5 separate regions of the Mus musculus genome follow, and regions 1, 2, 4 and 5 are each linked to region 3. Evidence: chromatin contacts called from public capture Hi-C and promoter capture Hi-C data. All regions are on one chromosome and are shown on one strand. The core of a region is the stretch at or near the end of the contact, and the rest is flanking DNA. Distances in the headings are between cores, read along the strand shown. Region 1 holds the start of Kif9 (kinesin family member 9). Region 2 overlaps Scap (SREBF chaperone). Region 3 holds the start of Prss50 (protease, serine 50). Region 4 overlaps Klhl18 (kelch-like 18). Region 5 holds the start of Trank1 (tetratricopeptide repeat and ankyrin repeat containing 1).

Evidence for each region. Promoter capture Hi-C pulls out the DNA fragments that hold promoters and counts their contacts. Capture Hi-C pulls out chosen DNA fragments and counts their contacts.
Region 1: a promoter capture Hi-C map of embryonic stem cells shows a contact between it and region 3. The contact joins the promoter of Kif9 here to the promoter of Prss50 in region 3. A contact is called at or near these places in 7 of 39 promoter capture datasets (cranial neural crest, embryonic stem cells, hippocampal neurons and 3 more), 3 of 115 datasets of contacts at active chromatin or transcription factors (double positive thymocytes and embryonic stem cells) and 3 of 9 other capture datasets (adipose tissue, embryonic stem cells and liver).
Region 2: a promoter capture Hi-C map of the HPC-7 cell line shows a contact between it and region 3. The contact joins the enhancer-like site here to the promoter of Prss50 in region 3. A contact is called at or near these places in 6 of 39 promoter capture datasets (the HPC-7 cell line, cranial neural crest, embryonic stem cells and 3 more) and 4 of 9 other capture datasets (adipose tissue, embryonic stem cells, liver and 1 more).
Region 4: a contact with region 3 is called in a promoter capture Hi-C map of liver. The contact joins the enhancer-like site here to the promoter of Prss50 in region 3. A contact is called at or near these places in 7 of 39 promoter capture datasets (cranial neural crest, embryonic stem cells, hippocampal neurons and 4 more), 1 of 484 Hi-C or Micro-C datasets (cerebellum) and 3 of 9 other capture datasets (adipose tissue, liver and pancreatic islet).
Region 5: a capture Hi-C map of embryonic stem cells shows a contact between it and region 3, with 2.4 times the contacts expected there. The contact joins the promoter of Trank1 here to the promoter of Prss50 in region 3. A contact is called at or near these places in 1 of 39 promoter capture datasets (embryonic stem cells) and 1 of 9 other capture datasets (embryonic stem cells).

What each region holds. Positions count from the first base shown.
Region 1 is chr9:110,475,589-110,478,288 of GRCm38.p6, forward strand. It overlaps Kif9 (kinesin family member 9), which reads left to right and starts at 1,406. Exons shown (of 21, transcript NM_001163569.1): 1 at 1,406-1,526. Klhl18 (kelch-like 18) reads right to left here and starts at 1,106. Exons shown (of 10, transcript NM_177771.5): 1 at 878-1,106. The coding sequence starts at 1,006.
Region 2 is chr9:110,350,834-110,353,555 of GRCm38.p6, forward strand. Scap (SREBF chaperone) reads left to right here. Exons shown (of 23, transcript NM_001001144.3): 2 at 2,113-2,331. The coding sequence starts at 2,210. Among named protein-coding and RNA genes, the nearest start is that of Scap, 19 kb to the left of the region's middle. Within about 2 kb of position 1,323, at least 43 of the 459 cell types and tissues checked have an H3K27ac peak or open chromatin away from gene starts, as enhancers often do. A contact at or near this core is called in the HPC-7 cell line and liver, where this site is marked.
Region 3 is chr9:110,856,706-110,859,438 of GRCm38.p6, forward strand. Prss50 (protease, serine 50) reads left to right here and starts at 1,262. Exons shown (of 5, transcript NM_146227.4): 1 at 1,262-1,754. The coding sequence starts at 1,286.
Region 4 is chr9:110,458,044-110,460,743 of GRCm38.p6, forward strand. The region is part of intron 1 of Klhl18 (kelch-like 18); the gene reads right to left. Among named protein-coding and RNA genes, the nearest start is that of Klhl18, 17 kb to the right of the region's middle. Within about 2 kb of position 1,303, at least 132 of the 459 cell types and tissues checked have an H3K27ac peak or open chromatin away from gene starts, as enhancers often do. A contact at or near this core is called in adipose tissue and liver, where this site is marked.
Region 5 is chr9:111,310,199-111,313,027 of GRCm38.p6, forward strand. Trank1 (tetratricopeptide repeat and ankyrin repeat containing 1) reads left to right here and starts at 1,541. Exons shown (of 22, transcript NM_001164659.1): 1 at 1,541-2,053. The coding sequence starts at 1,644.

The sequences.
Region 1 (2,700 bases), core at 156-2,655, 380 kb before region 3:
AATACATGGAGAAGCAATGCTTCCTTAACTCAGTAGAAGATAAAGTCTAAGAGGTGTCTGTGTCTTTCTGTTGTTTTGAAACAGGAAGAGGGAGTGTCACACCGAGACAGTAAGAGCCTTCCAGGCAAGGTCCAACAGGAAAAACCACAGGCAGGCAGTATCCCCACCTGGAGGGATCTACCTGGCTCAGCAGGGCACCAAGGTGCAGCCCTGCACGACTCAAAGCACAGGGGGCACTGGCCCTTGACACCAGACCAGAATGCTGGATGGGAACAGGTGGCAAAAATATCCCTCTCCCCAAACAGTCCTTTAGCCTGGCCTCCAGGACCTTTTAAGGTGGTGACAGTAGATTGTTTTCCAGCATGGAAGAGAGTAGCCCACATCAAAAGATTTCCAGATCCGATTCTAAAAGCGCCAAGGGCAAGCAATGACTCCTGAAGAGAAGGCTTAGCATTTACAACAGCACAGCCAACTTCAAGGAGCCCAAAGAAATGACTTTAGGACAAGATAGGATGTCTTAGTGGTACCCATCGGAATGTGGAGTCAGCCACCGCCCCTTCCTCCATGGTCTGCCTGTAAGAACATTTTCTCTTTTCTGTATGACAGAAAAGGAGGCGGATACCCCAATGTCTCCTGCTCTTAGGGCGTCAGAGGCACACCTCTCAATCTTTCCTTCCAATGGCTGAACGGCTGTCCCCTTTACTCTCCCAACTTGGCCTCATTTCCCCCTCTGCGCTTGGCACCGCTCTCTACTACTCTGTTCCCCTCTAACCTTTCTCCACCCACAGTCGGCTGGACCACTCTTCCCCTGTCCACCACCCTTTTCTTCCCGCTCAGTCCCTTTCCCCTCAGCCAGCCACCGCCCAGACCATGGTACCTTTAGCGTCACGTCGCATAGCTTGCCCTGCCGCCGGATCTCCTCCATGACGCCGTAGCCGCGACTAGGCAACTCCGACACGGAGAAATGCACCAAGTCCTCCAGCTCCTCCGCGCCGTCCTCCACCATCTTCCCCGGCCGCCGCAACTGCGCAGGCCTGGCCAGCAGGCTTCACACTAACCAGGGCGGGGCAAGGGCTCACGCTGAAGGCTGCCCAGAACGCGAAGCCGGAATCTCACTGGCCTGCGCGGCCACCGTACCCACAAAGTCCTCGACACCGGAAGTCTCGCTGCCCCGCTTCCTGGTTTATACATAGCCTTTTTCCCCCCGTAACTCAAACTCAGGCTTCGCATATACAGCTACTCTAAGCCTTCCAGGTTAATTGACTCCATCTCTGTCTTCTTTGTTCAGCTCTGACTTTCCCTGTATCTTTAACGGAGAAATGTGGGCTTAAATTCCGCCACCACCCTACACTACTTCCGTAATCCCTGCAGGCTTCCTGTTGCCATGGCGACTGTGTACACAGCCAGTCGGCTAGCTGTCCTGGTTGCGAACAGAGCTCCCTCAAGTTGCTGCAGTTCTAGCGGTCGCTCTACCCGAGCGCCACTGCCCCGCGAGGTGAGCAGTGGTCACGAGCCGGTGGCGTTAGGTAAAAGGGAAACCTGGTGGGGATATCCTCCCAGCTGCTGTCAGTGGCTGGGTTCCTAACTCCTTTGGTTCTTTTATTTGTGAAAAAAAAAAAAAAATCGGAGACACCCCTGGAGATGCTCCTTTCAACCTGGTCGCAGCTTAGGGGAGCTAGGAGTTTCTGATGTTCCTTAGTCCCACGAGTCTCCACTGAGGTCCCACGACTTGCCTTAGACGGAGAGGGCGTGAGTTTGAGTGTCAGAGATCATTAAGACACGGTGTCATCACTTAGAGCCTTCTAACTACCGAAGAGGAAAACCCTCTAGAGGGGCACAGGAATGGGACCAAGGCAATCTGTCACACACATTTTAGAAAAGCATTCCACACACTGGGTGAGAAATAGGAGAGTGGCCAGTTTTGCCTGGGTGCAAACTTTGGGTTCATCTCATGCTGAGATGCAGTAGGACCCAGTGTTGTGGGTTTAAAGGGTGTTTGTTTCTTAGTCTTTATCCCTGATCGAGGTAAGAGCATGGTAGGTATGAACGCCTAGTGCCTATGAGTAATCCCATTGACTTCTTGTCAAGCCTTCGTGGGTGTTAATGTATATCCTGCTCATTCCCAAGCCCAAAACAAATGGAGAAACACTGACTCTCTCAGCACAGAGGTCTCCTGGTGGCTCGTCAGAGTCACTTTATTATGTGAAGTATGTAAGGACTGTGTTCAGATTTCTGGGAGTATTCCATCCTGAGGGGGAAAAAACACTACCTAATGGGAGGGTATCTTGAGACTGAGCATGGCTTCTTGTACTGGGAAATGAAGTATCCTCCCCAGAACGCTGCAAGTTCAGGGATTAGAGTAGTGTGGGAGGGGAGTGACATATCACATACCTTGGCACTCTCTCAGTAGTGGCTGAAGATGGTGGACCCACCTATGGAGATTCAGTCACCCTCTGACTTCCAGCCATGAGTATCACCATCAACTACCATTTCTTGAGCACCTGGTGTGTGCTGGGCGCTGTTCTGGACCTTGTGGGGGGCATCACAAGAGGTAAACGGCACGACCCTTATCCTCAAGCAGCTTGTAATTTGACTTGGGAGCTGAAGCCCACATAAATGAAGCGGCATAAGAACGGTAGCAAGCAGTACCTCAGTAAGTGCGAAATGGCATGTGCTTCCTTCCGCGGCACTGTTGGCTAG
Region 2 (2,722 bases), core at 73-2,572, 510 kb before region 3:
ACTTTGACTGATAGGCAGGCAGGCCCTGTGGACCTAGTAGGAACCTGTGAGTTCCACTGGGCTGCTATTATTTTAAAAGGAGACAGCTGACAGCAGGCAGGAATAGTAGGGCTTATCTGTTCTTGCTCCTAAGGAGCAACTGTGAACCAAGAACAGAGGCTGTAAGCCAGTCCTACCGCCTTTGTGTAAGTTTACTTCGATGCCTGGTATTTCAGGGCCCTAACTTTCTGGTGTCTTATGTTGAGGACAGATCCCACTGAACAGTCTTTCCTAGTAATCTGTTCAGGAATGTGTTTTGGGGGTGCCTATTTCTTTGCCAAGGTTTCTCTAAGGCTTTCTCTAAGTCTGGCCTGTGCACAGAAGAGGACCGGGAGGATGTTCAGAACTCATTGGGCAGAGCAGCTGAAGGTGCTATGTGTTCTATAGGCATGCTTGCATATGCCCTTGGGGGGTGGTCTTTTACAGATGCCTAATATGGGGCTGGGAGATGTGGGTCATGGGTAGCACTTGCTGGGCATTTGTAAGGCCCTGGGTTTGATACCTAGCATCTGAAAAAGCAAAAACAAAACTCTTAAGATGGAAAATGGTTGAGAATCGAGAACTCTGGGCTAGAGAGGAAGTTCTCAGGCTTGTTTGGTTGGACTGAGAGTGATTCAGTATCAGAGAGCCATAGGACCTCACAGCCATGTTGTTTGTGACCAAGTGACCTATTGAGCCGGCACTCAATAGCCACTAAAGATCATTTGGAACAGTTGCTCCAAGTTCATAGTCTCATGCTGTTGAAAATTAAAGAGGTGGACTCTTGGAATTTGCAAAATAGAAACAAGCTTTATTAACAATTATTACAGAAAGGTAAGAAATTGAAAAAAATATGAGAAATTAAGGAAAAGTGATAGAAACTCCTGAAAGAGGGGTTTTCAAGAGAGGAGGAAGCCACTGAGCTTCATGGGAGAGAGGCTTACAGGGCTACGAGGAAGGCTACATGAAGACCAAGGGAACTGCTGTGAGATTGGCAGTTCTCTGGGCTACTGTGGGTGGAGCCAGTGGGGGGGGTCCACAGGATCCACAAGTGTCCCCCTGGCCTGCCCCAGGAGTTAGGTTTGCAGTCACTGTCCATGTGCTGCTCTCAGTCAGGAGTGACTGAAGCCCCTCTCTGTCCCTCAGCAGCTGTCAGTTACTCACACTGACTGTCACTTAGCCTGTGTTCCTACCCTCCAGCCTCGCAGATGTCTTAAGTGCTGTTAATGAAACTAAGCAGTGTGTTCACATTTGAGGGATGGCGGAGCGCTGCGTCTTACCCCAGCCACCATCTGGAGCTGCAGTCTTTCTTGGTTTCCTCATGGTTAGCTCCTTGTCTGTGGGGTGCTCTGAGGTGGTTTCTGGGCAGGAGCTTCTTGTTAGATGCCATCCTTGCTTAAAATGCAGTCTGTTTTTATGATTAGCTGCATTAGAAATAAGACATTTGAAAGGATAATGGTGTTTTACACGTATTTCTCAATTGCTCCGGGGGTTGGAGTAGAAAGCTGGCCAAGAGCCCCATCTTATCTGTCTAGATTGGTTATCTCATACCCAACTATAAGCCCACTGACTTAACTTCCTCACTCTTCCAGACTGTGCTATGCTAACCCTTAATTTGCTTTTTAACACTAGCTTCTGTTCTCACTGCAACACAAATGAGGAACTTGCAGTTTTCACCGTGAGCTCCTTTCCCTTAGTTCCTACAGAGAGCTAGGTCCTGCATTGAGAGAGCAGTCACTTACAAAGGTACCAAGGTTGTGCGTGTGCATATGCCTATTTGAGACTCGCATTTCCAGACTCTACATATTCTGAAACCAGGCTCTAGCCACATAACTGCCCCCTCCCCATAGCAGTCCTGGTGTATAGAACCAAGTACTTAGGGTTTTTTTTTTTTTAATATGCATTGGCATTTTGTTTGCATGTATGTCTGTGTGTGAGGGTCTCAGATCCCCTGGAAGTGGAGTGAGCTTCCATGTGAGTCCGGGAATTGAACCTGGGTCCTGTGGAAGAGCAGCCAGAACTCTTTTAACTGCTGAGCCATCTCTCCATCTCCCAAATACTTAATGTTATATTACTTTTCTCCTTCCTGGTTAGGTGCCTGCAGATGATGTCTGCTGTAAGTGATATCCAGCATCTTCCGGGCTGATCCATGGTCACTTTCCGGGATGGCAACAAGGTGACTTAGCCGAGGATGACCCTGACTGAAAGGCTTCGTGAGAAGATATCTCAGGCCTTCTACAACCATGGGCTGCTCTGCGCATCCTATCCAATTCCCATCATCCTCTTCACAGGACTCTGCATCTTAGCCTGCTGGTATGCTTTCAGTTTGTCCCTTACGTGGTAGAACAGTGTGGGGTGACAGTCGACACTAAACCTAACTGATGGAGCTCTTGGATGCTGTGTATTTTTATGTAGTGGGAGCTTAGTAACGATACTCTCTGGAGCTGCATCGTAGAGCGTTCAAAGGCATTTTCCCTTTAGTGTTAGTTACTAGCAAGAGTCTGAGCACTGCAGGGTAACGTGCGTTTGTTTGAACAACTCCTTGGACACCTTCTACGGGTTGTCTCATATGCTTGCTTCTCTTGTCATTTTCTCATGTTCGGATCCCTTGTTACTTGCCGGCTGTGTGGCAAGGTCTGTAGTAAAAGCCATGGGAACTTGTGTTTCTTTTTTTTCACAGGCCTCATAGAAGCCTGAAAACTGA
Region 3 (2,733 bases), core at 12-2,511:
GCCATCAGGTGTGGCTCCTGGGAATCAAACTCAGGTCTTCTGAAAGAGCAGCACACACTTTTAACCACTGGTACAGCTATCCAGCCTGTAGCTTTCACTCTTGCTGACTGGGACTTGAAGTCCCTGCTCTGTGAACCTAGCAGTTCAGTGGCTCCCATATTCCCAAGGCCCCCTCCCTGTGTCTTCCTGTAAGAACTAACTTCCTTCTAGGAGACTTCCTAAGGTCAGATGAGAGACTTGACTCTACCATCTGTGTTCTGCTGCCTTCATGTCTCTGCCAACCCCTAACTTTCCCCTGAGGGGGGGGGGGGTTCCTGATCCCAGCCAGTTCCTCCTCTGTTGCTGGCAGGGGTGAGTGATGTAGGTCCCTGCTTGGAGATTGTGAAGTGACTGTATCCGGGCCTCCTGGTGTGCTTCAGTGACTCCATCAGTGACCTCGGGTCTGCTGGCTAAGAGCGACAGTTCCCCTTCCTCCACCAGGAAGCAGAAATGTGGCAGCAGTGATTGCTTTTGTTCTCCCAGATAGGAACATGAAATCGTCTGCTCAGGTGTCTCTCCCAAGAACCAAGACCTTGATAAGAACAGACTTTGTCTCTTAAGCTAAAAATATACAATTCCTTGCACCAAGGCTCCCAGGAGTTGAGTACATTACTTTTTAAATGTTATTAACTATGTTGCTGAGTCATTAACATGTTCCTCAAAAGCCCAAACATAGTGAACTCCTATTCTCACCGTTGACCGATGGACACTGCACTTCTCCCTTATGGCTCCCACTGCGAGTAAGTGGCTCTAGAGAGCACATTGCTTCAAATATTTCAGCCTTTAAAAATTGTCATTGAAGCCAAGCTTGGCGACTCATACCTATTTCCCAGCACTTGGGAGGCCAAGGTAGAATTGCTGTGAGTTCGAGACCAGCCTAACGAACACATTACTTTGCTTCATCAGTGCCCTGAGACAACGGCCTGCGCTGTTAGCATTCAAGGAGGAAGGCATGGATGCCGGCAGAGGAGGGTAGGGGTATCGACACGTCGGGGATGGCCTTCCTCTCGCTGCTGCGGCTGCTGGTGGAGAAAGCACGGAAGCTTAGAAATTAGCTGAGGCGAGGCATAGGGACCCAGAGAAAGGGCCCAGGAGTCTGAGGAAAGACACAAGGCAGACACTCCTTGCGCGCCTTTAGCGGGAGCGCCCCAGCGAATGGCATCTAGGGGGCGCCACGCAGGCTGGGCACCAGCGCACCATGAGGCGCCCGATGGAGGGCGCCATTGTGGAGGAACCTAGCGGCGCAATGGAGCCCTGGTGCGGGGCAGAGGTCCGTGGGCAGGGCCCTCAGGGTCCCCGTGTGCCTGGGGCTTCCCGCTCCCGCTCCCGCGCCCTTCTCCTGCTGTTGCTGCTGCTGCTGCTGCTCCTGCCTCGGCGGCCGGCAGGTGAGCGCATCCGCCCCCGACGCCCTCCCCGGCACGCCCACCCGCGGCCACCTCTGACTCGCTGGAGACCTTCCACAGGCTACTTGGCCGCAGGAGCATCCCCGGGGACGCTGTCCACCACCGTCCCGACCGGACCCGGGGTCTCCTGTGGCTCCAGAGGCATCTGTCCCTCAGGCAGGCTTCGCCTTCCTCGGCAAGCCCAGACTAACCAGACCACGACGGCTCCACCGAACTCACAGACCATGGCTCCACTGAAAACGGTGGGGACTCTCGGCATGATGGACACTACTGGGTCCGTTCTTAAGACGGTTCATTCCAGCAACCTCCCCTGTGAGTACTGGGCAGGGGAGGTCAGGGAATTCTGACGGATTTTTTGATCTCTAGGGTCAAAGGGTCGAGGTATCAAGGACCCAAAGGAAGAGTAGATAGAAGGAAAAGCAGAAGGGAACGTCCCTGTACAAGTGTTTATTGAGCATGTGGGGTGGGCCAGGCCTTGGGCCTGCCTTCAGGGTCCTTTGCTTATGGGCCTTCCATCCTGGTGATGGGGGCAGGCTGAGGAAAGTCAAAGCTCGTGCTGGAAATGCTGAGTTTGGGGGTGCTGTCGGGGTACTCAGAGCTGGCTGCTGGCCAGATGCCTCTCTGGCCACTGCAGGTCCTCCTTTGATCTAGCTTGCCCCTGTCTCAGGTTTCCATCCGGGAACCCACAGTGTAACTCCAAGAGGCCTGTGTGAGACTTCTTGTGGGGTCTGCAGAGCACACCTGGTGTTTTAATTTTCTTGCTGTTTGGTGTGATAGAGCCACTTGGGGGTGGGGACTTTATTTTCCTTAAGTTTCCAGGTCACAGTCCATCACTGAGGAAAGCCAGGGTGAGAACCTGGAGCAGAAACTATGGAGGAGGGCTGCTTGCTGTCACACTCACTCACGGGACCGTGCTTAGCTTGATTTCTCATATAGCCCAGGCCCACCTGCCTAGGGATAGTGCCACTCCACAGAGGGCTGTGCCATCCAGCATAATTAATAATCAAGACAACCCTCACCCCGCCCCCAACGAATTACCCATAGGCCAATCTCATTTAGACAATTTATCAGTGTAGGCTTTTCTTTCCCATGTGTCAAGCTGGCAATTAAACTTAACCAGTATACTTTCACATAAACAATTGTCTGTGGTTGAGACCCACATAAGAGATAGTTATTATCCTAGCATTCAAGGCAGCCGCTTTAACTGCCTCAGAAAGTATAGCAGGGTGCATCAAGGTACTGTGTGTGGCACATGCTGATAGTCCCTTGGCTGAGTATCTTTTTAAATGCT
Region 4 (2,700 bases), core at 53-2,552, 400 kb before region 3:
TCACAGATCCAGGGCTTAGTCTTCAGGGTGTATGACGGCAGGGCTTCACTCGGGCAGAGGTGCTGTGTCCACTCCTTGTATAAACCAAACAGCATGCATGCCTGCTGTGGTTTTGTTAGAAGTGGTTTGGACTTTCCAGTTACAGCTGATTTCCTTTCTTAGAAGCTGCTAAGAGGATCAAGCTTTCAGAATCATTATGTGCATCTTTAAGAACTGTGTTCCTTTCGGCAGCCATGAATGGCAAGAGCTAGTTACTGAATATTTTTAAGGTATTTTTTCTTCTGGTATTGGGGATTGAACCGGGGCTTGTACATGTCAGACAAGTACTTTACCCCTGAGCTACATCGCCAGCCTGGTAGGAGGGTTTTACGTTTGAGGCCAGAGTGGACTAAGCATATAGTACATTTCAGAAATAGTTTCAGCTATGTAGTAAGATCCTGTCTAAAAAAGTCCAGGAGCCAGGTGTGGTGGCACATATCTTTAGTTCCAGTATCTGGAAGGCAAAGGTGGGCAGATGTCTTGAGTTTGAAGCCAACCTGGTCTACCTATTGAGTTCCAGGGTAGCTGAAGTCACATGGAGAGACCTTGTTATAAATCAATCAATCAATCTCTCTCTCTCTCTCTCTCTCTCTCTCTCTCTCTCTCTCTCTCTCACACACACACACACACACACACACACACACACACACACACACACACACACACTTACTTTTCTGTCCTGTCTCCTGTCTTGGTATGGTCTGTGAGTAACAATAAGGTTTTGCACTTTTAGGTGGCTAGGAATAAAAGCTAGAAGAAGCATTGACATCTCAGGATGCTGTGAACGAGATGTGAAGCATGGTCCACGGCCCCTGTGCTAAAAGTCTGGTCCTGAGCTCACAGTACTATCTGGGAAGGCCTAGCTGGAGGAGTGTGTCCCTAGGGACAGTGTCTTGTCCTGGCCTCTTCCTCTTCCAATTTCTGCTTCCTATGAACCATGAGGTGAGGGGCTGTGTTCTGTCATGCCCTCCTCACCAGGGTGGCCTAACACCTCTGTTAACACTGGCTTTGATAACACTGGATACCAGAGTGGAAAGAAATTCAAATGTCGGTGTCCAGATATGGTCCATATTATGCTCATACCTTGGTTTGTTTTCCTGTGTGATGCTAGGAATTGAACCTGTGGCCTTGTACACACTGCTCAGTCACTCTGCAAACTGACAAAGCTCAGCAGCTGTTGAGTGACTGACGGCCCACAAAGCCAAAACAGTTACTATCTGACCTTTCACAGGGAACAAATACCAAGAAGGAAGTGGGCCAGTCCTCCAGAAAGAGGAAGCAGCAGTTCTCAGTTAAGACCTCAGCCCTGGGAATGCCTCCCTCAGCTCCTCTCAATGCTTCCCTCAATAAATCTATATGAGCTCTGCTAAGACAAACCAACACCTCTAACCGAATCCCTCTCCATTTCCTGCTCATGCTCATGGACTCTCTTAGCCAAATCAGCAAAACTTATCTGCAGTCTGTGGAATTCAACACTGACTCTACACAAAGTGCTTCCTCCTTTGTAGAATGCAGAAAGGCTGAGCCTGAGATAAAGGCATTTAATCCCCAGGACCTGCCTTTTTGTTAAACAGTCTCAAATTCAAGCTGGCCTTGAACTTGCTGTGTAAGTGAGGCCCAGGTGGACTTGTGAGTCTCCTGCTTCAGCCTCCCTAGTGTTAGGGTTATAAGTATCACCACCATGCCTTTAATCTCAGAGACAAGATCTTGCTATATAGCCCTAGCTGGCCAACAACTTTAGCCTAGGCTGCCTTCAACTCAGAGTAATCCTCCTGCTTCAGTCTCCCAAACACTATGATTATAGGCATGTGTCACCATAGTCAGTCCTCTGTCATTAGCCTTCTTTTTTTTTACTGTGTGATGCTCTCCAGCATCACCTGAGAGGTCAGCAGGTGTGGTAAGGGCCAAGCTGTGGACAGCTTGACTTCAAGGCTACCAATACAATCAGTCCTGAAGAAATAAGTGAGCTATACCAGGCTCTCTGTTCAGATGGCTTCTAACAGGCTAGTGTATAAGGAACTGTCAAGGAGGGGAGGGGGGTCTTTTTCTTCAATGCTGGTGATCTGCCCACCAGCCCACAACACTGACAGAGGAACCTTGATCAGCTTGTTAGAAGCAGAAATGAGCCTCACAAATCCACAGGGCTGGGAAATGGATGGCAAGTGTTCTCAAATACACCAGGTTCAGCCTGAGGGTCTGGCAGTGTTTTAAAGTATACTCCACCAAAAAGTGAGGGGGGGGGGGCTGGCGAGATGGCTCAGTGGTTAAGAGCGCCGACTGCTCTTCCGAAGGTCCCGAGTTCAAATCCCAGCAACCACATGGTGGCTCATAACCATCCGTAACGAAATCTGATGCCCTCTTCTGGAGTATCTGAGGACAGTTACAGTGTACTTACATATAATAAATAAATAAAAAAAAAGTGAGGAGGGGACATGGTGGCACACATCTTTAATCTCAGCACTCAGGAGGCAGAAGCAGGTGGACCTCGGAGTTTGAGGCTAGCCTGGTCTACAAAGTGAGTTCTAGGATAACCAGGATTACCCAGAGAAACTCCATATCAATAATAATAATAATAATAATAATAATAATAATAATTAAAAAATAAAATAAGAGATAGAAGGAATATTCCAGACTACTGATGAAGCTTTGGTCTTTCTGCTT
Region 5 (2,829 bases), core at 291-2,790, 450 kb after region 3:
GCCAGTGGACTGGACTGGACAACTGGGCCAGCATCTCTGCCAAGCACTGTGCAGCTTCAAAACATCAAGAGAAAAGGAAATTTCTTTAGGTTTCCAGAATAAAGGAAAACAAACAATAAAAGAGGTCAATAACAGAATGTTTCTAGCAGTTTCAACAATTCTCAAAGCTACAAGTCACTGGAGTGAATGATTTCTGAGCCTGAATTTTATACCCAGATAAACTAGAATACCAAATATAAAGGTCTTTTGGTACGCAGCCTCAAAGTATTTACCAGATAGGGATAGTGTATGAAACTGGGAAGAAGTATTCCAAGTAGCAACCAAACACGTTTACAGACATGAACAGAGCAATTAAATAAGCATGGAAAGACTCAAAGGGTTGTTAGATAGGAGGGCAGCAGGGGATTGCTTTTTTTTTTTTTTAACAGCACCAACACCTCATTTTGATAATAGTTGAAGTGATTTTGAAAAGCAAGATCTACTTATGTGATGATTTTGAAGAGTATAGTCCACATTAGAGGTCAATGCTATGGAAATGGACAGAAAAGCACAGATGCACATTTTATTCTTGTACTGCCTCCACAATCTCTTGCCTTATTCTGACATAAGAAACCCACTAGCCTTACTCTGACGTAGGAAACCCACTAGGCCTTTTGGAAGTGGAAATGATGAGGCTGTGGTGGTGGTGGTGGTGCTGTTGCTGGTGGTGTACCAAACATGTTAGAGCTGAGAAGGTTTTATAAAATCTCTTTAAAATGAAAGGTCTAGCAATGTCTCATGACAGCAAGCCTTTCAAATTCTACTACTTGATACAATGTCTTGGAAAGCTTTAAAAATTGCACCCTGGAGATATATGCCATAAGAAATCAGAAGCAAAGGCATCCACCAGCGTTTTAAAAATCCCACCAGGGTGGGGGTATGACTGGAGTTCAAGCGTTTGTGGGAGCACTGTGTCCGGGACCCTAGGCTAACACTGAGGAGCCTAAAGGCTCAGCCCTAGGCAGTGGGGTGCCACCCAAGGGTTTTGAGGGGGAATGGCGCCTCACATTTGTGTGTGTGCGTGAGTGCGTGTGTGGTGGCATGGGGGTCGAATTGAGAGAAGGCCAGAAGGAGGCTGCTGGTCAGGGCTGACTGGTTCCGACTCCCCTGGAGGAGCTGGGAAGGACCGCGGTGTTCCTGGCCTCGTCCCTCCGCCTCCCCCGGCCGGCTCCTGTCTTCCGCTGTTCGACGCGCCCTGGGCTCTGGCCCAGGAGGCCCATGAGCCACCAGGAGGCAGCGTGCCAGCGGCCGCGCCCTCTGATTGGGTCCCGGGCCCCTGGAGGGTGGGAACGTGACTCCTGTCCCCTCAGTCGCGAGGACCACCCGGCGGGGGGCGAGCACGCATCCCGGCTCAGGAGAGCTTCGGAGCCACCTCGCCTCACCCTCACGACTTCGCGGCCCTTCTGCCAGGCGCCTGGACGGTTCCCGCCCGCGTGACAGGAACTCGGCAAATGACGGAGGCGACGAGCGTCGCGCTGCTCGGAGCTTCGCTGCCCGGTCTGCTCCCGACCTCCAGGAACGGCGCGTCGGGCGCGCGGTGAGTGCGACGTCGGCGTCTGAGGGGACGACCCGAGGGGAGCGCGCCGCCGCGAGCTCGCCGAGCCATGGCTTCCACGACCGCGGGCCGCCGCTGGCCTCCGAGGAGACGCAGCTCGAGACGGGGCCCCACGCCGCGGTCCCGCGCGCCCGGCGCGAAGCTTTCGGCCCCGGAGGCCGGGCCGCCACGCCGCGGGCCTCTCCCGCGCGGCGGTGCGGGACGCGACACTCTCCTCGGAGCAAAGGCGACACCTTCGTCTCCCGCCGCGAGGCGATACGTGACGGCTCTCGGGCCCCCGCAGCCGCGTGGGAGCACGGACTCGGCCTGCGCGGCGCTCCCGCAGCCGGTCCCGCACGAGCCGCGGGAAGCAGCTTTCCGCCTGGCCCCGGCCTCGGAACGCGGGGCCTCGGTGTCACCTGCGCGCATCCCGAGGCGGCGGCGGCGAGTCCCGGCCATGTGGGACCCGCGCGCGGCAAGGTGCGTAGCTGGCGGGGGTTGGGGGGGGGGCGTCTGGGGCTTTGCGGGCCCCGAGTCCCCGAGGCCCCGCGGGGTTGTCTGCCCTCCCCCCTTCTCCCTCCCTCGACCGCGGCCTGGCGCGGGAAGGCGCGCGGGGCGACACGGCCCGGGCGGGCAGCGGTGCCCGGCGGAGCTTTCCCTGCGGGGACCCCCACCCCCATCCTCCCCCACCCCCCGGAGGGGCCTCCGGGCCACACCGCGGCGGACGCGCCTCGCCGCACAGCTTGGCTCGAGGTGTGCGGAGCCGCGCGGGGATGACGGCGCGGCATCGGCGGGGAGCGCGGGGCGCGGGCTGCCCCCTGGAGGGGGAGGCCTCGGTCCTCCATCCCTGCGGCCTCCGCGGCCCACCCTCCGCCGCCGACCCGAGTCGCGGGGCGGTTTGCTCAGGAGCGCGGGTTCAGCCTGCTGCTCGGCCCGGCTCAGCCCGGTTCGTCCTCGGGCCCCCAACCCCCGCACTCTTGCACTCGCGGGCTCTGCGCACTTGTAACCCGCCGCGGAGGGCTCGCGGGCCCCGCTGGGGGGGACTCTGCTCTCTGCTGGGGGCGTTTCACCGAGGCAGGCAAGAGAGAGGCTGCCTGGGGATAGTTCTTAGGGAGATGTGCAACTTGGAAAAAAAGAAAAAGCAAAATTTAGAAAGGAGGGCAAGGGAGTCCGTGAGCTCTGCAGCCTGGGGACCCGCTTCAGCTCAGTTAGCACTGTCGCAATCACTGCATCTTTAGCTAGAGAGGATGAGTGGA